7 separate regions of the Mus musculus genome follow, and regions 1, 3, 4, 5, 6 and 7 are each linked to region 2. Evidence: chromatin contacts called from public promoter capture Hi-C and targeted proximity ligation data. All regions are on one chromosome and are shown on one strand. The core of a region is the stretch at or near the end of the contact, and the rest is flanking DNA. Distances in the headings are between cores, read along the strand shown.

The links. Promoter capture Hi-C pulls out the DNA fragments that hold promoters and counts their contacts.
Region 1: a contact with region 2 is called in a targeted proximity ligation map of pancreatic cancer cells. A contact is called at or near these places in 2 of 130 datasets of targeted methods (bone marrow-derived macrophages and pancreatic cancer cells).
Region 3: a promoter capture Hi-C map of cranial neural crest shows a contact between it and region 2. A contact is called at or near these places in 1 of 39 promoter capture datasets (cranial neural crest), 2 of 130 datasets of targeted methods (bone marrow-derived macrophages and large pre-B cells) and 1 of 9 other capture datasets (pancreatic islet).
Region 4: a promoter capture Hi-C map of liver shows a contact between it and region 2, with 3 times the contacts expected there. A contact is called at or near these places in 2 of 39 promoter capture datasets (the SN4741 cell line and liver) and 1 of 130 datasets of targeted methods (bone marrow-derived macrophages).
Region 5: a targeted proximity ligation map of pancreatic cancer cells shows a contact between it and region 2. A contact is called at or near these places in 1 of 39 promoter capture datasets (liver) and 1 of 130 datasets of targeted methods (pancreatic cancer cells).
Region 6: a contact with region 2 is called in a targeted proximity ligation map of pancreatic cancer cells. A contact is called at or near these places in 1 of 39 promoter capture datasets (liver) and 1 of 130 datasets of targeted methods (pancreatic cancer cells).
Region 7: a contact with region 2 is called in a promoter capture Hi-C map of liver, with 3 times the contacts expected there. A contact is called at or near these places in 1 of 39 promoter capture datasets (liver) and 1 of 130 datasets of targeted methods (embryonic midbrain).

The regions. Positions count from the first base shown.
Region 1 is chr19:4,267,958-4,270,657 of GRCm38.p6, reverse strand. Ssh3 (slingshot protein phosphatase 3) reads left to right here and starts at 1,425. Exons shown (of 14, transcript NM_198113.3): 1 at 1,425-1,643; 2 at 2,073-2,113; 3 at 2,680-2,700. The coding sequence starts at 1,578. It overlaps Ankrd13d (ankyrin repeat domain 13 family, member D), which reads left to right. Exons shown (of 15, transcript NM_026720.2): 15 at 109-478. The coding sequence ends at 322.
Region 2 is chr19:5,116,870-5,119,569 of GRCm38.p6, reverse strand. Klc2 (kinesin light chain 2) reads left to right here and starts at 1,272. Exons shown (of 16, transcript NM_008451.3): 1 at 1,272-1,448; 2 at 2,138-2,376. The coding sequence starts at 2,149. It overlaps LOC115489018 (a long non-coding RNA gene), which reads right to left. Exons shown (of 2, transcript XR_003952889.1): 2 at 238-2,700.
Region 3 is chr19:4,394,583-4,397,282 of GRCm38.p6, reverse strand. It overlaps 9430078G10Rik (transcription initiation factor TFIID subunit 4), which reads right to left and starts at 1,399. Exons shown (of 3, transcript XM_030251152.1): 1 at 1,390-1,399; 2 at 1-953. The coding sequence starts at 1,399. It overlaps Kdm2a (lysine (K)-specific demethylase 2A), which reads left to right and starts at 206. Exons shown (of 21, transcript NM_001001984.2): 1 at 206-972; 2 at 2,391-2,491. The coding sequence starts at 2,450.
Region 4 is chr19:5,962,921-5,965,620 of GRCm38.p6, reverse strand. It overlaps Pola2 (polymerase (DNA directed), alpha 2), which reads left to right and starts at 1,415. Exons shown (of 18, transcript NM_008893.3): 1 at 1,415-1,795. The coding sequence starts at 1,717.
Region 5 is chr19:4,212,939-4,215,638 of GRCm38.p6, reverse strand. It overlaps Clcf1 (cardiotrophin-like cytokine factor 1), which reads right to left and starts at 1,401. Exons shown (of 3, transcript NM_019952.5): 1 at 1,139-1,401. The coding sequence starts at 1,154. Gm45928 (predicted gene, 45928) reads right to left here and starts at 1,214. Exons shown (of 4, transcript NR_132309.2): 1 at 1,139-1,214. LOC102631992 (a long non-coding RNA gene) reads left to right here. Exons shown (of 4, transcript XR_003952884.1): 3 at 1-2,589.
Region 6 is chr19:4,147,227-4,149,926 of GRCm38.p6, reverse strand. It overlaps Coro1b (coronin, actin binding protein 1B), which reads right to left and starts at 1,273. Exons shown (of 11, transcript NM_011778.3): 1 at 1,191-1,273; 2 at 383-585; 3 at 1-64. The coding sequence starts at 583.
Region 7 is chr19:5,892,744-5,895,443 of GRCm38.p6, reverse strand. It overlaps Tigd3 (tigger transposable element derived 3), which reads left to right and starts at 1,316. Exons shown (of 2, transcript NM_001362045.1): 1 at 1,316-1,474; 2 at 2,327-2,700. The coding sequence starts at 2,344.

The sequences.
Region 1 (2,700 bases), core at 176-2,675, 850 kb after region 2:
GGGCCTGCTTGTCTCTGTCCCTGACACCTTGTTCTCAAAATTGCATGGGCTTGGCTCCTCCCCAAGCCTTCTCACTGGTCTGCTCTCCCCTCAACCCTTACCCTGAAGGGCCCTGCAGGAAAGCCTACAGCTGTCCACAGAGTCCAGGGGTCCAGAATCTCCTCAGAAGACACCTCCATCCCCTGCACCCCCAAGCTTTGAGGAGCAGCTTCGCCTGGCCCTGGAGTTGTCTTCAAGGGAACAGGAGGAGTTGGAGCGACGGGGTCAGCAGGAAGAAGACGACTTACAGCGGATCCTGCAGCTGTCACTCACAGAGCACTGAGTTGCCTGGCCTTGGGACGGCTCCCCAGGGCCATGCCTTCTGCCTGGTTTTGTAATTTATTTATTTATAAACTGTCTGCTGCTGAGCTTGGGACCTGGGCACTGAAGATAGGCTAGCAGTGAGACTGAGGTGGAAATAAAGAGACCATCAGCAGTAGGCTTGCTGTCCTGCGTGGTCTGGAACCAAGGGGACACTGGATGGGGTTACTGATGGGTAGTCCTCGCTGGAGCTGGCACTGAGCAGCTTTGGAGCCTCCATTTCTACAGCTAGAAAATAAGACCACTTCTCACGGGGCAGGAGTTCCTGGAGATTCTGAAATTTCCCTGGATGCTACCCCAACCCCAGGTTCTGCCTGCCACCCAGCCTGATGGTCCATACTCCCGCTGGGCTGGGTCTTCCTATTCTACCTACTGGGGGAAGCTCCCACCTCATCCCCAAAACTCAGGCACAGGTTCCCCCTGTTTCAAGTATTTTCTACCAGAATGAACCTTTAAGCAAGTCACTCTCTGGGGAAGGGGCTCAGCCCTGTCCTAGTCACCCCTAGGGTGGACCTGAAATGCGTACAGGTATTGGGGACTATTGCAAAAATTCCAAAAAGGCCTTCTGTTCTCCCAGATCTTCTCAAGAGTAGAGGAATGACAGCCAAGCAGAAAAGAGAGCAAGTTTGGAATGGGGTGGTAGATTTAAGACCCATTGCCTCCCAGGTATGGTGGCGCATGCCTCTAATTCTAGTGCTTGGGAGGCAGAGGCAGGTGGATCTCTGGGTTTTAGGCGACTTGCTCTATATAATGAGTTTCAGGTCTGTCAGCTACATAGTGAGACCCTGTCTCAAAAACAAAACTGTTGCCCTTGCTCCTTCCTTTCCAAGAAACCATAGCATAAACCAAACAGTGGGGGTCCAAGTCTTACTGGGTGCAGCAAGAAGGGTTGAAAGCCTTCTGTGGGCAAAGCGACCAAAGCAGGGAAAGTGAGGTCTGGGCTCACCTGCGCCACGCCCTTGACCACGCCTCTAGCGCGGTCGGGGCGGGGCAAGCTGAACCGAGACCGCAGGGGCGGGGCCGCTGTCGCTCGGTACCAGCTCTACGCGACCAGACTGGTCATGAGTCGGGCCCTTTAAGGGCCGCTCCCGAGGAGGTGCCAGGCCCTGGTGGCTCCAATCTCTTCTTCCTGGTTGTGCGAAGGCAGGGACTGACCGTAAGGCTGAGGGAGGGGTCGTGCCGGGTGTTCGCCCAGGTGTTCCGGGCCTGCCTACCTTATGGCGCTGGTCACAGTGAGTCGCTCGCCGCCGGCAAGTGGCCACTCCACGCCTGTGGGACCCACGGTGAGTTTAGCTTGGTTTTACGCTCTTACAGTTGGCTGCCAAGGTAGGCCTTAGGGAGCAAGTCCTGCCCCTAGCAGACGGCTGGGAGTAGGCGGAGGGGGACCTTGAGTCTCACGTTTTAAGGCACTTGGGAGGCCCTGAGGCTCCCAGGAGCTCGACGTAGGTAGATGCGGAATCCTGAGAACCGCCCGGGTCTGTTGAAGCCCAGATCTGCCCAAATACCTCCCACACTCTGCAACCCCCTATCCTTGCAGCACTGCTGTACCTGGACTTAGGCCGGGTTTCTCTGGGGCCTGTTGGAGGGGAGCGGCTTCAGAGGAAAGAGATTTCTTTTCCACCTAGCGCTCCCTTGTAGGAAGAGGAGAGGCTTTTGGGTGCTTCCTGTCCTGGAAGCTGCTCTCTTACTCTATTCCCGGGCTGCTTTCTCAGCAGGACCGAGTGGTAAGACGCAGAGGCCGGCTCCAGCGCAGGTGAGTTCTGTCTGACAAATGCTTCCTTATAGCCTGTGGCCTAGCTGCTGCCATTGTGGACTCCTGATGTCTTGCTTGGACCAAGGACTCACTTAAGTATTGTCAGATAAACTCATGCTTAGGTGGGAGGCAGATGCTGTGGGTGGAGCTGGCAAACATCACATCTCTGGCTTGTGGAAGAACCAGCATGGTTAACTTAGCCCTGGCCAGTAGATGCTTTCACACATTACCTGGACCTTGGCTCGCCCAGTAATCCCAGGACCAAGGGCAGGATGGGACCTGAAGGAGTATAAGTGCTTAAACAAGTTTATAGCATCTGAGTCCACCCCGAAAAGGAACACATTCCAAAGGTGCAAAACAAGGTGAGGAGGAGCCTGAGAGCCCAAGGCTGGCTCTAGGTGCCTACCGCTATCAGGGTCCTGGTTACAAAAGTGCAAACTGTGCCTCACTCCGGCCCATCTGACTCTGGAGAGCGGGCCAGCAGCCCACTTCCGCCAGCCAGGGGACTCAGCCTCCCTAAAGTTTGAAAACCTATGACCTGAACCATGTCCCCATCGCTCTGCCAGGCAGAGTTTTGCGGTGCTCCG
Region 2 (2,700 bases), core at 23-2,522:
ATCCTTTCAGCCATCCCCTCCCCTCCGCACGCTTTGTAAGGTAGCCGTCTACTGATTGCTACCACATTCTCTATCTACCCCAGGCCCCAGCCAACAGGTGATGACCTACATTCCAGAAGGCAAAACAAGAAAAATGTTAGAAAGGCCGATGTTGTGTCAGCACCAAGTGGGTGTGGAGTAGAGATGGGAAGAGTACTGTAGAATCTAGTGGGATAGGGACCAAAGAGGCCGTCCTAGTTAGAGTTAATATTGCTGTGTGGAAACACAGTGACCAAAAGGGTTTATTTGGTGCACTCTTCATCCAGTGAAGGAAGTCAGGACAGGCACCCAGAGAGAACAGAACCCAGAGAAAGGAGCTGATGCAGAGCCCATGAAGGAGTGCTGCTTCTGGGCTTGCCCTCTGAACTTGCTCAGAACTGCCTTCTGGCCTCACCTACCCTGGCCTGGGCCCTCCCACAACAATCAGTAAGAAAACAGGTTTTCCTGCAGCCCGATCCTATGGCAGCATCTTCTCAGCCGAGATTCCCATCTGTTCAATGACCCTAGTTTGTGTCAAGTTGACATAAAACTATCTAGCACAGAGGTCTTTCCTTCCGAGTTGGTGACACCCAATCTGAGGCCCCCCAATGACACCACCACAATCCAAAGGCACTCGTCTGACCTCCTTATCTGGTCAGCAGTATCCACCCAGATATTCCCCTCAGGGGCGTGGATCTTCTCCCTTCTCCACCGACCTCCACACGCTCCTTCCCACCCAATTCTCCTTTTTAACCAGAAGCCTCCTTCTGTTCCCTCACAAAGCAAACCTAGATGCTGAGAATTCCCTACAGGCACAGTCACCTCCGAAGCCGGTAAGAGGTGCGTCTCTAGAGCGCGGAGGGGGCTGGGGGGTCAGATGTGTGAGAGGTGGGTAATGGCAACACCCACCTCACCAGCCCTTTGTGAGCATTAAGTCAATGCACTAAGACATCGACAAAAACACTTGACAGTCAATCAATGTGGACCGACTCGCTCTGGAATCTGAGGAGGTCGGCCTTCTTGCTCCTCAGTCACTCTGGTCCGGGGTCGGAGCTCCGCAGAGCGCACAGACCTGGAAGCTCTGGTCCGAGGGGGCGAGTCCAGCCACGCCCCTCTGCGTCCCGTCTGGGCTGGCCCCACCCCGAAGCCGGCCAGGCCTGCGGGGCCCCTTTAAGGCAGCGAGCTGGCCGGCTGGAGCGTGTTTCGCCCCCTCCGACGCCGCCGAGGTAGCGGCTTCACCTTTAAGGCGGCGCGGGGACTGCTGGGAAGGCCGGCGGGATGGAGGCAGCGAGACGAGCTCACGGTCGAGGATCCGGGTGAAGCGGGACAGGAGCAGGAGCCGGAGCCGGGCCAAAGCAGAAGGTGCAGGTCGGCGCCGGCCGGTTGGGCCGGGAGACCCAGTCAAGCCGGACAGTGAGGAGCGGTTGCAGGTCGGCCTAGAGGAGGAGTCGTCGTGGTCGTGGGCGCGGCCTGTGGGAGGACCCGACCGGCCCGCGGGGAGGGGGCGCGGTCCCGGGCTGGGGCTGGGAATCCGGCCTTTTCTAGGGAGGGTCTGCGGGCCTCAGGCCAGCCTGCGGGAGGGGTCGTTGTGGGCGCGGCCTGAAGAGACCTGTCCCGAAACTAAAGACCGCAGTCTCCCCGGAGCGGCGGGGGCGGGGACGGGGTGGCGGGGCTCGGTCGGCCCTGGGGGAGGGGCTCGTGGTTCCGCTTGCCCTGGGAAAGGGGCTGTCGCCAGGGCTGAGACCCAGTTGCCCGGAGAGCCTGTGGCGTCTGACTTGGGAACGCCTTGCAATGCCCTAGTGCTCTGTGTACCGATTAGGACAGTTCCGAATAACTCTCGAAGATGGGCTTTAGATCAACTGGCCTGAGCCGGTGGTCTGGGGCGGAATCGGGGTCCAGCCTCACTTCAGTCACACCGCATTGCGTCTCCCTAGGCTAGACGAGCCTGGCGCGCCCCCTGTAGGCCGCGTGCTGGCACGGCGAGGACTGCGGGCTGAGGGATCTGGACATCCATAGGGACCTAGGCGTCCGGGGACCTCCCGGTGTTTACCTAACTTGGGGTGGACGGCGGTGTGGCCCTAGGCCTGGCGTCCGCCTGCCCCACCCCTTGCCTCCACAGACGGCACGACCATGGCCACGATGGTGCTTCCTCGAGAGGAGAAGCTGAGTCAGGACGAGATAGTGCTGGGCACCAAGGCGGTGATCCAGGGTTTAGAGACCCTGAGAGGGGAGCATCGTGCCCTGCTAGCTCCCCTAGCTTCTCATGAAGCAGGCGAGGCCGAGCCGGGCTCACAGGAGCGCTGCCTCCTCCTGCGCCGCTCCCTGGAGGCCATCGAGCTGGGGCTTGGGGAGGCTCAGGTAGGTCAGTGTTGGGGCTGTGGTGGAAGATTACCCGAAGGGCCCTGGTGATGTAGGAACACCCTCAGCAAGGAAACACAAGTCTTTCAGAGCGTCACGTTAGGACAATAAGCAACGTTCAATGAATACACTTTGGAAATGCCAGCCCTGCGCCCTGCCCCAACGGGCACCCTTACCTCACACTGAGCTATGCCATTCAGGCCTCATTCTACCTAACAGACTGGGATGACAGAAGAAAGCAGAAATACTTTAGTAACCTCCCCTCACAATACAATTATGCATGAATTCATTAAGTTGTATAGCTTCTCACTTACTGTGTGCTGA
Region 3 (2,700 bases), core at 150-2,649, 720 kb after region 2:
GCGTGCGCGCTCCGGCGGTGTGTCCGTGGTAGAGGGGGCGGGGTGGGGTGGGGGGAGTGACGCGTGCGCGTTCACGTGTGTCCCGGAGAGCGGTAAGACGCGCAGGGAGGCTCGAAAGAGGTGGGGGTGGAGAGGCGACGGGAGGGAGGGGGTGGTGGTGAAGAGAGGGCGCCTGCGCAGTGAGGCCGGAGGAGCTGTGTGTATGTGAGAATCTGACGGGTTCAAAATGGCGGCGGCTGCTTCAGCGGATCCTCCTGTGTGAGGGAAACAACACCCCTCCCCGGCAGCGGCGGCGGCGGCGGCGGCGGGCCGCAGAGCACCTTTCCAGTTCCCGGGCCCGTCGCGGTTGTTTCCCTCCCGGGCAGTGGGCTCTTCGCGTGGAAGGGCAACGTCAGGGGGCCCATCCCCCGGAGTCCCTCCTCTGCTACTGGGGAGTAGCTGGGGGTGTACGGGGGATCGTCCCGCAGCGCGGAGCCCCGGCTCAGGGGACGACGCAAAGGCAGCCGAAGGCCCCCGGTCAGGGCGCTTCGCTGCTCCCGCCCTCTCCGCCCCCCGGGGCCGGGGCCCGCGTTCCGGGGGGCCGGGCGGCGCGGGGAGCGTCGGCCGGGCGGGTCTCAGCTGATCGGCCGCGGTTCCTGGGCTTCGGTAGCGGCTGTGGCCGGCTGAGGGTACCGAGAGGAGGGTGTTTCCCGCGGCCCGGTTGACCCGGGTCTCGGGCTGGGGCTGCTGACCGCCAGCTTGGGGGAGTAGCCGAGTGGTCTTGCTTCCCTGACGCCTCGGACGCGGAGTCTGTAAAAGCCAGAAGAGGAGGTTTGATTCAGTAACTGTTTCCTCTTTTCCGGGTCGCTCTGACCCTTCTCTGGATACTGGGTTAATACACAGAAATACCGAAGACGACGTTTGGGATTTTATTTTGTCTGTGTTTGGAATTTTACTTCTCTCTTGGACAAGAACTCAAGAACAAAATCCTCGGTGAGATTTCCCCTCCCCCCTCCCCCGCCCTGGGAAGTTTGGTTCCCGGTCTTATCTAAAGACTTAATGTAAAGTTTTTATTTCTTTGCAAGGGGTGAGCCACAGAACGCCTTTTCCCTAGGGGAGCAGTCGAGGTTTACCGCTTTGCTGTCCGGCCCTGGGGTGCAGACTGTGTCCCTCGCGACCGAGGCCGAGGAGGGCAGTGCCACGAACTGCTCTCGCAAACTATGTCATCGGGTCCTCTGAAAGGATTTTGTTAACGTGGCCGTATTATATTTACAAGAGAGAAAAAAAACATTTGTATATCCAATTAGAAGCCATTATTCTGGAGAAAGATATTTAGAAAAACGAAAACCCTTGCTTGGTGTTGTGGATTGATTGACGTGCCAACCGGCCTTTATTTAATGGATGTTTCACCCGTATCCATATATCGAGACGTTTCATTTATTATTTACTCATCTAGATTAGATGGTATTTTTGCCTCCGTTTGCAACTCTCAAATTTGTTCTGTAGTTGTCCACCTTGAGGTGGATGGTAGTTTGGGGAAGGCAGTTCCTTACTAGAAGGATATGGGACATTGGTTTGAAGTCTTTCTGTAAAACCAAATTTTTCTTGCCCTCTTTTTTTTTTTTTTTAATGAAAGTAACCTCCCCGTTTTGCTTATAATTTGTTATTACCTGTTTGAGAACTCACTGGTTTAGGGTCTGGCTTAGTTTTGTGTGTACTTCACCTTCACCTGGCCATTCAGCACTTTAGAAATAAAAGTCCTTCCTGGGTTTGGTGCTGCACACCTTTGCCAGCACTGGGCAAGCAGAGGCAGTCGGGTCTCTTGTAAGTTGGAGGCAAGCCTGGTTGGTCTATGTTGTAGTTCCAAGACCACCAGGGCTATGTAGAGAGATCCTGTCTCAAAACAACAAAACTTAAACACACACACACACCAGCAAACATACAGAAGAAGAGAAGTAAAAGTCCTGAGCCTTTTCACCTGCATTATATCTGTGTAAGGGTCCCTTAGAACTGGAATCAGACAGTGACCTGCCATGTGGTTGTTGAGAATTGAACTCGGATCCTCTTGAAAAGCAGCAGTGCTGTTAAGCACTGAGCCATGTCTCCAGTCCCCTCTATCTATCTATCTCTTTATCTATCTATTGCTAATGTTAGCAGGAAGAATTTTGCTAGTTGCAATCCCATGAGCAGAAACAAATGATGTGGCTGGTCCTAAGGAACTGAAACCAAAGTCTCCTTTTGCTTAGGTCTTATTTTATAGTTGTGATGTGATTAATATTGACAAGACATGGCACCATTTGCCCAAGAGGATAAAGGATTCTCAGAGTCTTTAACTTAATGAGAAGGGGAGGTATAAGTTCCATAATGAGTTCTTATTTCTCTTCATTTCCTTTGTAAATTTGGATCCTTAGGAAGAGGAAGGCATCCCTGGAGTGGTTTCTTTACTGTACTTCCATCAGAAGAGTGAGAGATGGAACCTGAAGAAGAAAGGATTCGGTACAGCCAGAGATTGGTTAGTATTTTCAATTCCCTCCTTTTGGAAAAAATTATTTTAGATGGCTTTTCTGTGTACCAGAGGAGGGGTGAAAATATATTGATATCTCACTTGGTTTTTTTTTTGGTTTTGTTTTTTGGGGTGTTTTTTTTTTTTTTTTTTTGGTCAGGTAGTTAGAACCTTAATTTATAGTGTTTGGCAGTGGAGTTAAAGTCTTAAGTTTTAGA
Region 4 (2,700 bases), core at 166-2,665, 850 kb before region 2:
ACTCTGCCAGGTGTGCTACACCCCTAATCTCTAGAAATGGGTGATAATTGGTTCAAGGTTTGTGAGGCTGTATTTAAATCTTACCTCTCTTTATCAGAAAGGCCATAAGCCTCAGATGTTAATGATGTGTGGCAGCACTGAGGGACTAAATCGTAGTGTTGTGTGACCTTGCTGCCACCTGGTGGCTAAATTCCTGCAGCCCAGCCCAGTGCTTCCTGCTACTAGTGTGAAAACCCAGTAAAGTTTTGTTTTGTTTTGTTTTTCTGTTGGACAGACTTAAAATGTGGGCCTAGTCGGCTGCAGTCTCGTGTTAATATCTCACCTCAGCCTCCCAAATATTGAGATTGAAGCTTTGAGCCACGATGTTCACTGAGAAAGTTGAAGTTCAATCAGCCTTTAAACACACAGACACACTTTGTTTTTGTTTTGAGACAGGGTTTCTCAGTGTGGCCCTGCTGTTCTGGGTGCCATTCTGTAGACCAGGCTGGCCTTAAACTCAGTAATCTTCCTGCTTCTGCTTCCTTAGTGCTGGGGCTAGCGGCATGGTTTTAAATGGGTGTTTGTGAGTACCTGAGTGTATGTATGTGCACCATGTGATTGTAGGAGCCTGTGGAGGTCAGGAGGTCTCAGGTCCCCTGAAACTGGAGTTAGAGGCAGCTGTGAGCCACCACACTAGTGCTGGAACCAAACCCAAGTCCTTTGTGAGATCAGTAAGCGTAACTGCTAAACCATCTCTGCAGTCCTGTTTGGTGTTTCTTGCTTGCTTGTTAGGGTCTCTCTGTATAGCCTTGGCTGGAACTTGCAGAGACCTGCCTCAGCCTCCAAGTGCTGAGATTACAGGTGTGTGCTACCAGGCCTAGCTTCAAACCGTTTTTTCTTAAAGGCTCTGCCAGTCTTCCATTCCATTCTTAGGGTGTCACAGATCAATTGACCTAAGCCAAATCAATGGAGATTTTGGTTCGAAAATTTGGTAAATACATCAAGAAGAGAATGCACTCCTTGTTTTACTCTCTAACCACTCCCCCTTCAGTGACCTGCCCTCCCGCTATCCCCGTGACTGACAATCATAACAGCTATAATAACCACATTCCCTACGAAAGCGTTAGATCAGGACGAACCAAGGCAGAGCAGGATGGAGATGCTGAGGTGGGGGAGGAAGGAGCTAACGTGCCCTTCCAGGGCCGTGCTGGACACACGTGTCAGTCACTGCAAGATACAGACAAACAGCGCCTCCTGGCCAAGGGTAAAAAAAAAGGGACAAACAAGCATCGCAGAGCTTAGCAGAACAGGCGACTCCTGAAACAGCCACAGTACGGGGTCTCGATTCTCAATTTCCGCGCGGAGTGACGCGCAGAGGCGCGTTCTGCGCAGCTGCAGTGGGAGGACCGGCGCGTGCGCGGGGAGGGCGGGGCCCGAGCAGAACCTCGCGCAAGCGCGCGCTAGGCAAAGCGTTTGGCGGGTTTTTCCTGTGCTGTGCTCCTCACGGAGAAGCTAAGGTGTAGTCCTCGGAAGCAAGTTTTCTCTCTGGATCGAGACCTCTCGAGGGCTTTTGAAGTATTTCTCTGTGACCTGGTGGCTGGGGTCGTTTGAGGGCTTAGGCCAGGTGGTCTCGTGACACGTCCCTGTCACCTTCCGGTAAAGCGAAAGGATAAGCGTCTGCAGGGTAGAGCTGAGGTCGGGGCCCGGCGGCAGGCGCCCGGCCACTCCCGGGTCACCATGGCCGTGTCCACCCAGCAGCTGGCGGAGGAACTACAGATCTTCGGCCTGGACTACGAGGACTCCCTGTTGGAGAAACGTGAGTCCCGAACCGAGAGGATCGCTTCCAAGTTCTATATGCTTGTGTGGTACCTATTGGGTCCCGACTAAACAACAGGTGACATTACCAATAGGAGACATTGGAACCGTTTGCATCTCATACCTAGTCATCTCTTGCTCAATGACTTTTCTCATTAGAGGTTTTTTTGTTTGTTTGGTTTTTAAAGACAGAGTCTTTCTGGGTAACCCCAGAACTCATTATGTAGATTACTGTGCTGGCCTTGAACTCACGGAGATCGCCTGCCTCTGCTTCCCGAGTGCTGGGGTTAACGATGTACACCACCATGCCCTGCTCATCAGAGTTTTTAGTGATCTGTGCAAATAGGAATTCCTCTAGGTGGATCCTAGTCCTTTATTTTAGCTTTGGAAGAAACTTCAAGGTGCTTATTGGCTCCCTCTCTTTATAGATGGAGGGACATGGGCAAGGAGACTTAGTTGCCTGATTGTGTGCCGACCCCTGACTTTTGCTCTGGAGTACAGTGCCTCATCCTATTGCTCCACAGAGACCAGTGGTAAAGATTTAAATCACACATCTCTCCTGGAAGATGTGTGCATCAGTGTCAGAATAGCAGTGTGTGTACCCCTTGAAATTCTTACTGTAGGAAATAAAACCGTAGTATAAGTGGGCTTGCCTGTTACCCCAGCACGTGGGAGGCTGAGGCCTGGAGGATCATAGAGAATTCAAGGCTAAGAGCTGAATTAGTGCCATCCTGTCTGCTTTGCTTGCTATAACTCCAATATCTGACACCTTCACACAGACATACATGCAGGCAGAACATTAATGCACATAAAGTAATAATATATACATTTTTTTAAAAGAACTTGAAATCTTTTGAAGATTCTGTGCCCTGGGGCTGGAGAGATGGCTGTGTGGTTAAGGGCACT
Region 5 (2,700 bases), core at 152-2,651, 900 kb after region 2:
GAAGAAGCTACGCGGACTTTGCTTGAGGGGATCAGCTCCAAGAACTGGGGCGGTGGAAGTTGGCAGTTCGCTGGCCCTACCTTCTCGACCGTGACCTCTCGATCTCGGACCCCTCCCGGCGGCGATGGCGCCTTCCCCTTGTGTGGCCCCGGCGCCCCCGGCCCCGCCCCCCCGTTCGCTCCCTTCCCGGCGGCGGCGGGGGCGGAGGCGGGGTCCGGGCGTTGGGCTTCGGGGCTCGGCTGAGCCGCTGCCCGCTCCGGCGCGTCCACTCCCTGCCTGGCCCGCCCTCCTGCCACGGGCCGCCTAGCCAGGCAGCCGCTCGAGGGGCTGCCGGCAGTCTCGGCGCTCCCGGCCGCTGACGGACTTTTTCCTGCTGGGTCCGGCCAGGCTGCGTCTCCCCCACAACACCCTCCTGCAGTAATCACTCCCAGGCCACCGCGGGCTCGGGGCCCCGGCCACCCCGCCGCGCCTACCTGCCTCTGGCTCCCAGGCGGTGGGCAGCATGGAGGGCTCCGGCCACGCCGCGCGCAGCGTAGTAACCGGAGTCCCGTGGCGGCCCGGCCCGGCCCGGCCCGGCCCAGCTAGGTTTGCTCTGCCCTCCGCCCTCCTCTCGCGCGCCCTCCTGCCCTCCCCGCGGGCCGAGGAAGGAGTTCAGCGCGGCCCGAGGTGTCGGCCTCCCCCTCGCTTCCCGCTGCTCGGCCGCGGGCTCCCCCTCTGCCTCTCTCCCTCCCTCTTCCTCTCCTGGCCCCCTCCTCCCTTGCGCCGCGGCCCCCCCCCCACACCCTCGCTGCCCGCCTCGGACTCGCTCGCCCCGATTCTGGCGCGGGGCTCTGTGTCCGCGGGTTCCCTGGGACCCCGCCTCGCCGCGGCTCCAGGTGGCCGCCCGTCCAGGTCTGAGGGTTGTCCAGGCTCCCCGCCGCGTTCTCAGCCACCTCCTGGCTCCGCCAAGCGGACTCCAGGAATGCCGCGTCCCCACCCGGCCCCTCTCGAGGGCGCCCGGCCGTACCTCCCCAGCCCGAGCTCTGCTCCCCGGCCCGGCCCGGGCTTGGGGCTCCGAGGGTGGGGAGGAGGACGGGAACCGGATCTCACTGGTGCTGGGCGGGGGCGGAGGCCTCGGCCTCGGACGCCTGGCTCCTACCTGCTCGGAGGTCCATGGGGCTGGGGGCCGGGCCGGCCGGGCGCGGCTCCTCTCCCAGAGGCTGGCGGAGTGGGAGGGCGAGCCGCGGCTCCGGCGAAGCTTTAATAATCCCATCCGCCAGGCCCACTCGCAGGTTTTTTTCTCTCGGTTTCGCATTTTTTTTTCGGTGTGGGACATTCTGCAAACTTTTTTTTTTCTGACGTGTAAAGCTGTAACCACAAATTGTAGCAGCCCTCCCCGGGTGGGGGGAAGAGGGGGGAGGAGGGAAGGGAGGGCTTCTGGGGCTCCTCTCCCTCCCACAACACTGAGGGGGGGGGTGGTGAGGTGAGGCAAGGCTGCGACGGTACCACCCTAGGCCTCCTGGGGGAGGGGGCAGGGAGGGCATCGTCCCTCGGCAAACTCCTGAGAGCTTGGAAAGGGAGCTGGCCTTGGTGTGGGCTTCTTCCTTGGTGTCGGCCAAGGCATGCTGGCCTTCTTCCCTCTGCTCATTGCCGGGTTGAGGGTCCCTGTACCCACTCTACCTCTGCCTCTTCATTCTAACCTTCCCTCCCCCTCCCACTTGAGTAAATGCAATGACACATTCTCTCAAATGCCAGCAAGCTGGCCTCCAAGCAAGTGATGGTGTTTTTCCTGCTGCCCTTTGTCTGGGCTGACCGCCCCCCTTGCCTATTGTCCCGCCACTTGTCCCACTTCCAAAAGCTAGAGCTAAGTGTGGCGCCAGGGGCTGGGGCAGGTGACTAACCAGCTCACAATGCCCCCTGAGGAGGGGAGAGGGCACCAGGGCCCAGCTTCTCAGTCAAGTTCACAAGGGTTTTCATTCTTCCCGGTGACCAGGGAGAGTGCACATGGGTGGGGGATTTGTAATTCATTAATCAGCACAAGGCACCGGACCAGTTTCAACACCAGAGGCTTCACGGGTGACTCAGCGGGAACTCGAAGATTCAAGGCCATGGATAGACCCAGCATCCCGTTAGTGAAAAGCTTCCCCATCGAGACATTTGGCATCCTCTTCCCTTTGGGGGTTTGGGTTGTTGGTTTTTCCGGTGGTGAGGTAGGGGTGGTTTGGCTAAGAGCATTCTCCCTCCTTCCCCTCAGGCCTGGGTTGGGACTTTCTGAGTGGGAGACCTAGGGGACCCATAAGCCTAGACCCTCCCAGGAGGGTCTCCTTTCCTCCTCCTTCCTCCCTCTCCAGAGGGCTGCCAGGGAGAGCGAGGGAGCATGAGAGCTAGTGCAGAGGAAACAGCTGTCATCTGGGGCTTGGAGGCAGCCCCATTCTGTGATTTTTCTTGGGGGACAGTCATTTGGTCCCCAAGTCTTGGGTGCTTGTAGAAGCATTCCACCAATTAAGTCATCTGATAAGTTGCTGTGTTGTTTCTCTGTAGTCTCACCAGGGGTAGATAGCGGTGGCAGCCAGCCGTGGAAGGTGATGCCTGTCTCTGGAATGGCATGAGGTATTCACCCCCCCCCCCACTTCTGCTGGGACCCCTGGGAAAGGAGGGCACTCTGCCAGTCCAACACAGCCCCTCCAGCCTGTGGGTCAGCGTGGGCATCAGTCATGGCCA
Region 6 (2,700 bases), core at 24-2,523, 970 kb after region 2:
CAATATCCAGAACAGGCCCCGTGTGCCCACACACTGTCGGGTAGGCCTTGTCAATGCGGCCCGTCTGTAGTCATGAAGAGCAGTCAGAGAAGAACCCAAAGTCCCGACCTCCATTCCTCCCAGTATCTATGGGCCCTCCAAGGTGCAAGAATAATGTGACTGCCCTGGTTCCTGGTGGCCCAGATGTGTCTGCTCCACCCAGCATATGAGGAAATGCCTGCTGCAGCCTCTTATCCACACTTGGTGGCAATAAACACTTTTTCTACTTCCATCAACAATCCATCAGTAGCCACGGGCCAAGAAGTGGCACAAACTGCCCTGCCCACAGGTGTGACCAGAGTGTCCTCAGATGTCCTCTCCACCCTGACCCGCTGAGGCCCACCTTGTTTAGAGGAAGCACCATAAAGGCGCCTCCACCACTGGCTTCCACAATCACTGCCAGGAACTTGGGGTTGACTGCGCAGAAGGTGCTGTCCCAGGTAACTCGGGACACTCGAATGTCCTCATAGCACTGGTCATTCTTGACCGGCTGACCGAATACATGCCGGAATTTGCTCTGCCGCACAACTTTTCGGAAGGACATGTCTGTGAGGGCAGAGACACCTGAATCAGCTCTGCTCTCCAAAGAGACACACAGAGCATGTCACCAGGAAATTGGTCCAGCGTTAGCTGGGAGTCTCTATTTCCCCAGTTATAGAAAGGGCTCATAGGTGCAGACCAACACTCTCTGCCTCCCCATCCCCTCCCTGGCTAGGGGTCTGAGTGTGTGTGTGCTGCTGAAAGGGAGACAGAATTTAGATCTTCTGTAGGTCCCAGATGGTTCCAAGGCGCTTTCCACACCCAGAGTTTGAAGGCTGGGTGATGGGGAGAAGAGGCAGCAAAAGGGGTTGGTTGGTCTAGCAAGGCCGCAGCTCAGTCCCGGGGACTGTGCAAAGAGCTGCAGAAGTCGGGCCTAGGGACCCTGGCTGAACAGGGGTCGAGGATACTGCCAGGTCCTCAAAGTGGCCTTGGAGCACGGTCCAAGTGAACCAGGAACCCAACTTCCAAAGATCCCAGCCCAGAAAGGGAGAGAGGGGCGGCTGGGGGGTGGGAGGGAGTCGGGAATGAAGGTGGGGCGAGGCGCTCTTCCGGCTCGCGCCCCCTGCCCCAGGCCCACGTCTGCGCCCCTAGTCCGTCCCTGCCGCTCTCACCGCTCACCGCTCACCGCTCTCCGCTCCCCAGGGGCGCCGGGGACTGCGGCGGCGACCTCGGGCGGCTCCGGATCCCGGCCTCTGGGAAGCAGGAAGCGGGAATCAGGAAGTGATAGCCGAGGGAGGCGGGGGCGGGGCAAGGTCACGCGCAGAAGGCGGGGCTTTAGGATGTCCCGCCCACGGGGCAAGGCCTAGTCGCCAGGCCCTGGGCTGCTTGTTGAAAGGGGCGGGCCTGCTTGGAGCCGCGGGTACAGACTGTGCGAGTCTCTTGAGGTGGGGTGAAGCCTGCCCTCTGATTTCCCTACCCAGTTCTACCCAAAAGTATTCTCTCGCTCCGCCTCCAATGTTTTCACGTGTTTTTTGTTTTGTGTTTGAGACAGGTTGTTACTCTGCATACTTGCTGGCCTGGAACTAGCAAAGAACTTACAGATATCTGTGCAAGGATTAAAGGCATGTGCCACCACACCCTGCCATAGGTATGGGTTTTAAAGTTGGGGGGTTCCTGATGTCAGATATGTACATTGAAGAGGTGAAAGGCAATCTCTTACATCTTGATGGACTCCTGTGGCTCCTGCTCTGGCTTAGAGAAAATCGAAGTAGAGGATGACAGTGGATCCCATGCATAATGCATGTCCTTTCTCTCCTCCATCCCATCAGAGCCTGGATTTGCCTCCTCATATTTGCCCTATCTCCTCTCATCCTGGAGGACGTAGGTGTCCCTGTTAGGACCCACTGTAGTAAGAGAACACTATTCCTCTGTGTCTACCTCCAGTAACCAGTGGTGATACGAGGCCGTCTTTCCCAGAAAGGGAAGAGGGACGTGGGAAGAGGCAGGGCAGAGGTAAAGGTGCTTTGTTTAGCCTTCATGAGGCCCCAACTGTGTGTGGGAGGCTAAGTGGACTTGTGTCCCACCTCAGTGGTCACTATACTCTGAAGAAACAGGCCTAGAGAGGACAGGTGCTTGATTGAGACCTCCCAGCTGGGATTCAGCCCAACTTTGTTATTTCCAATGTCTTGGGATTTCTCACTGTTTGTAAAACCTGGAGCTAGGGAGGCAGGAGTGTGGCTTGACTTGGGTAGCAGATGTTCACAGGGAAGCCCATATGATGCCAGGTGGCTACAGTTCTAAGTACCACCCCCACCCCCCACATCACCCCACTTCAAATAAAATCCATAGTTCCATGTTCCTATGTCAGAATTCCTGTCTGACCCCAGGGCACCCAGCACTGTCCCCTCTCAGCACGTGTCCCAGTGACAGCAAACCTCAGTTCCCACCTCAGGCTAACACATCCTGCTCCCTTCTTCCTTCTGGAAGCTCTTCCTAGCCTTGGGAAGGCTTCATCCCTCAATGACCCCAGGCCTCAAGTGTCACTTCCCCTGTGGGTCTTTCTGAGCTCTCCTCTCACCCAGTTCTTCCTGTTCCTGGTTCCCATTAATCGTTCTTAGTCCCAGATGCTACATTGTGTAATTATTTGGCACCCTGCTAAGATTCATGCCAGCAAAGGAAAGA
Region 7 (2,700 bases), core at 67-2,566, 780 kb before region 2:
TCTCTCTTTTTTCCCCATTCATTTATTTATTGGCATCGTACCCCTGTCCAAGACAAGCACTTTGACTGTGAACCTGACCACCTGAATTTTGTCCCTGCATCCCAGATAAGGAGCTGGATGATGTGTGTTATTCCAGCACTCTTTTTTTTAAATTTATTTATTATATGTAAGTACACTGCAGCTATCTTCAGACACACCAGTCAGATCTCCTTAAGGATGGTTGTGAGCCACCATGTGGTTGCTGGGACTTGTACTCAGGACCTTCAGAAGAGCAGTCGGGTGCTCTTACCCGCTGAGCCATCTCACCAGCCCTTATTCCAGCACTCTTAGAGGGACATGGAAGTCAGAGACAGAATCTGCAGGAAGCTTAACATCCAACTGGGAGTATGCTACACAGCAAAGCCCTGCCTCAACAAGGAAGGGAACCCCTCCCAAACCTCTCTAGCTAAATACTTATATATCGACTGAAGTGTGCTCAGATTTTCCTAGAGCACCCTGAGGTCACTGTTGCCAGAGAAAGCTGAGCCCTGGCCTGCTACTGCACAGAGTTGTCTGGACTATGCACTGCCTGTTCTGCTATGTAGGCCAGGAGTACAGGGAGTCAGGCACTAATCCTTAGCAACTGAGTAGTCTTGAGGGCCAAAAAAGAAATGTGCAGATGAGACCACTAAAATAGATTTAAGAGAAAATATTTGGTTCGCAGGAGACGACACTTGGAGAGACTGACAGCATCCAGTGGTAAATGGATAGGCTCAAAACCTATGAAAAAGTGGGGTCCTGGCTGTTTAGGGGCAGGGAGGGCTAAGTTATCTACACCTAGTTACAAAGGAGGGAAGTGACTAACAGGAATTTAGATCTTGCCGTGACCCACCAAAACTGGTTAAAAAAAAAAATGTCCTTTCTTGCCACCGGTGTATTTTGTAGGCCGTTGGCAAGACCAGAGGCCAGCGCTGTCCATGGTAACTCTTTTGTGACTAAAAGCTTACATTCATTCATTTTCTCCTTTCATCTTGTTTCCAAAACAAATCCTGGAGGGCCGGTATCCCAGTTAGGTACCACGTAGGGATGGGGTCGAAATCACCTGGGTGGCTGTCAAGGCACGCCGGCTGGTCGACAAGTGATAGGCACTAAGGCCGGTTCTTCCCGCCAGACCCCTCCACTCAGGAAGCTCCTCCTCCGGAGGGCTGACAAACCGCCACTTCCACAGCATCCAATCAGATGTAACTGGAGGCGGGACAAGTTGCCGCTGATGGCTAATCAGTTTGTTAGGGCGGGGCTGCGGAGGGGCCGCGACGAGGTTTTCCCAGCCTTGAGAGACCCGGGTGAGGGCTGTGCGCGCTCTGCGCGCGCCCGCTCCAGAGCAGCCTCTCGGCGCGCTCTGTCCTCGGGTCGCGGCGCCCGTCACTCTCTGGTTCTGCTGAGGCCCAGGAACCTGGCTGGGGCAGGGACTGGAGGCGCGGGACGGCGCCTGGAGGTGGGTGCGGAGCGGGAGGCCCTGTAGCCGGGTGGGCGGGCGGGCTGGGGTCGACGCCTGTGTCCGTCCAGCCGACTGACGAGGGGTCAACTCAGCGAACCAGGGCGCAGAGCCCAGCGCTCGAGCCGCCTGCTTCCTGGCCGGTGCTCCCTTCTCTCTGATATCACTCCAGGCTATCACTGGGCAGAGGACACTTCTTCCCTTTTGCCCTCATCCTCCTCACCCTGTCTCCCTTTGTCGTCTTGGCATCTTCACTCTCCTGGTTGAACCGTTGGGTAGCTTTACCACCCCGCCTTGCCAGCGCCGAATTGTACTAGCGCCTTCAGACACCATCCATCTGGCTTTGTCATCTGTACCATCTCACCTGTTCATCTCGACTCTGTCCGTTCAGTCTACCACCTGCCTTCAGCCATCAAAATTCAACCTAGGTCCTCCTCCTCCTCATCTCCTCTCAGGGGACTCCTCCCTGGCACCCTGAATGTCCCCTACACCTGCCCCGCTCAGCCTCAGCCCCAGGCCTCTCCTTGTTTTTGCTCCTTTGTTGTCCCTGCAGCTGTCTCCTGGTTGTCTTTACAGCTGTGCTTTAGCCTCTATTCATCCTTCCACCCCATCAATACCAAACCCCAGCCCAGAATTCTCTCCACTTCGGACCAGAAACACTCGACTCTGCCAGCTCTCTTCTGGGTCTAGCCCTCTCCTCCCACAGCCTGGCCATCTCATGTCTCTTTCAGCTGGCCTGGTCTCCTCCAGCTTTCTGCATTCCAGAGAATTGCTCTGGCTTCAGGGGTCCCGACCTCTTCTGTTCTTCTTGCTCTCAGCCATTGGCACGCTCTCCTACTTTTCTTCCCCCAGCAGCTTCCCAGGGAGTCATGGAGCTGAACACCAAGAAGAAGCTTCACGCCCTGTCCCTGGCTGAGAAGATCCAGGTGCTGGAACTCTTGGATGAGTCTAAGATGTCCCAGTCAGAGGTGGCCCGGCGCTTCCAGGTCTCACAGCCCCAGATCTCACGGATCTGCAAGAATAAGGAGAAGCTGTTGGCAGACTGGTGCAGTGGCACAGCCAACCACGAGCGGAAGCGGAAGCGTGAATCCAAATACAGTGGGATCGATGAGGCTCTACTGTGCTGGTACCACATTGCCCGAGCCAAGGCCTGGGATGTAACGGGGCCCATGTTGCTCCACAAGGCCAAGGAACTGGCCGATATCATGGGCCAGGATTTCGTGCCT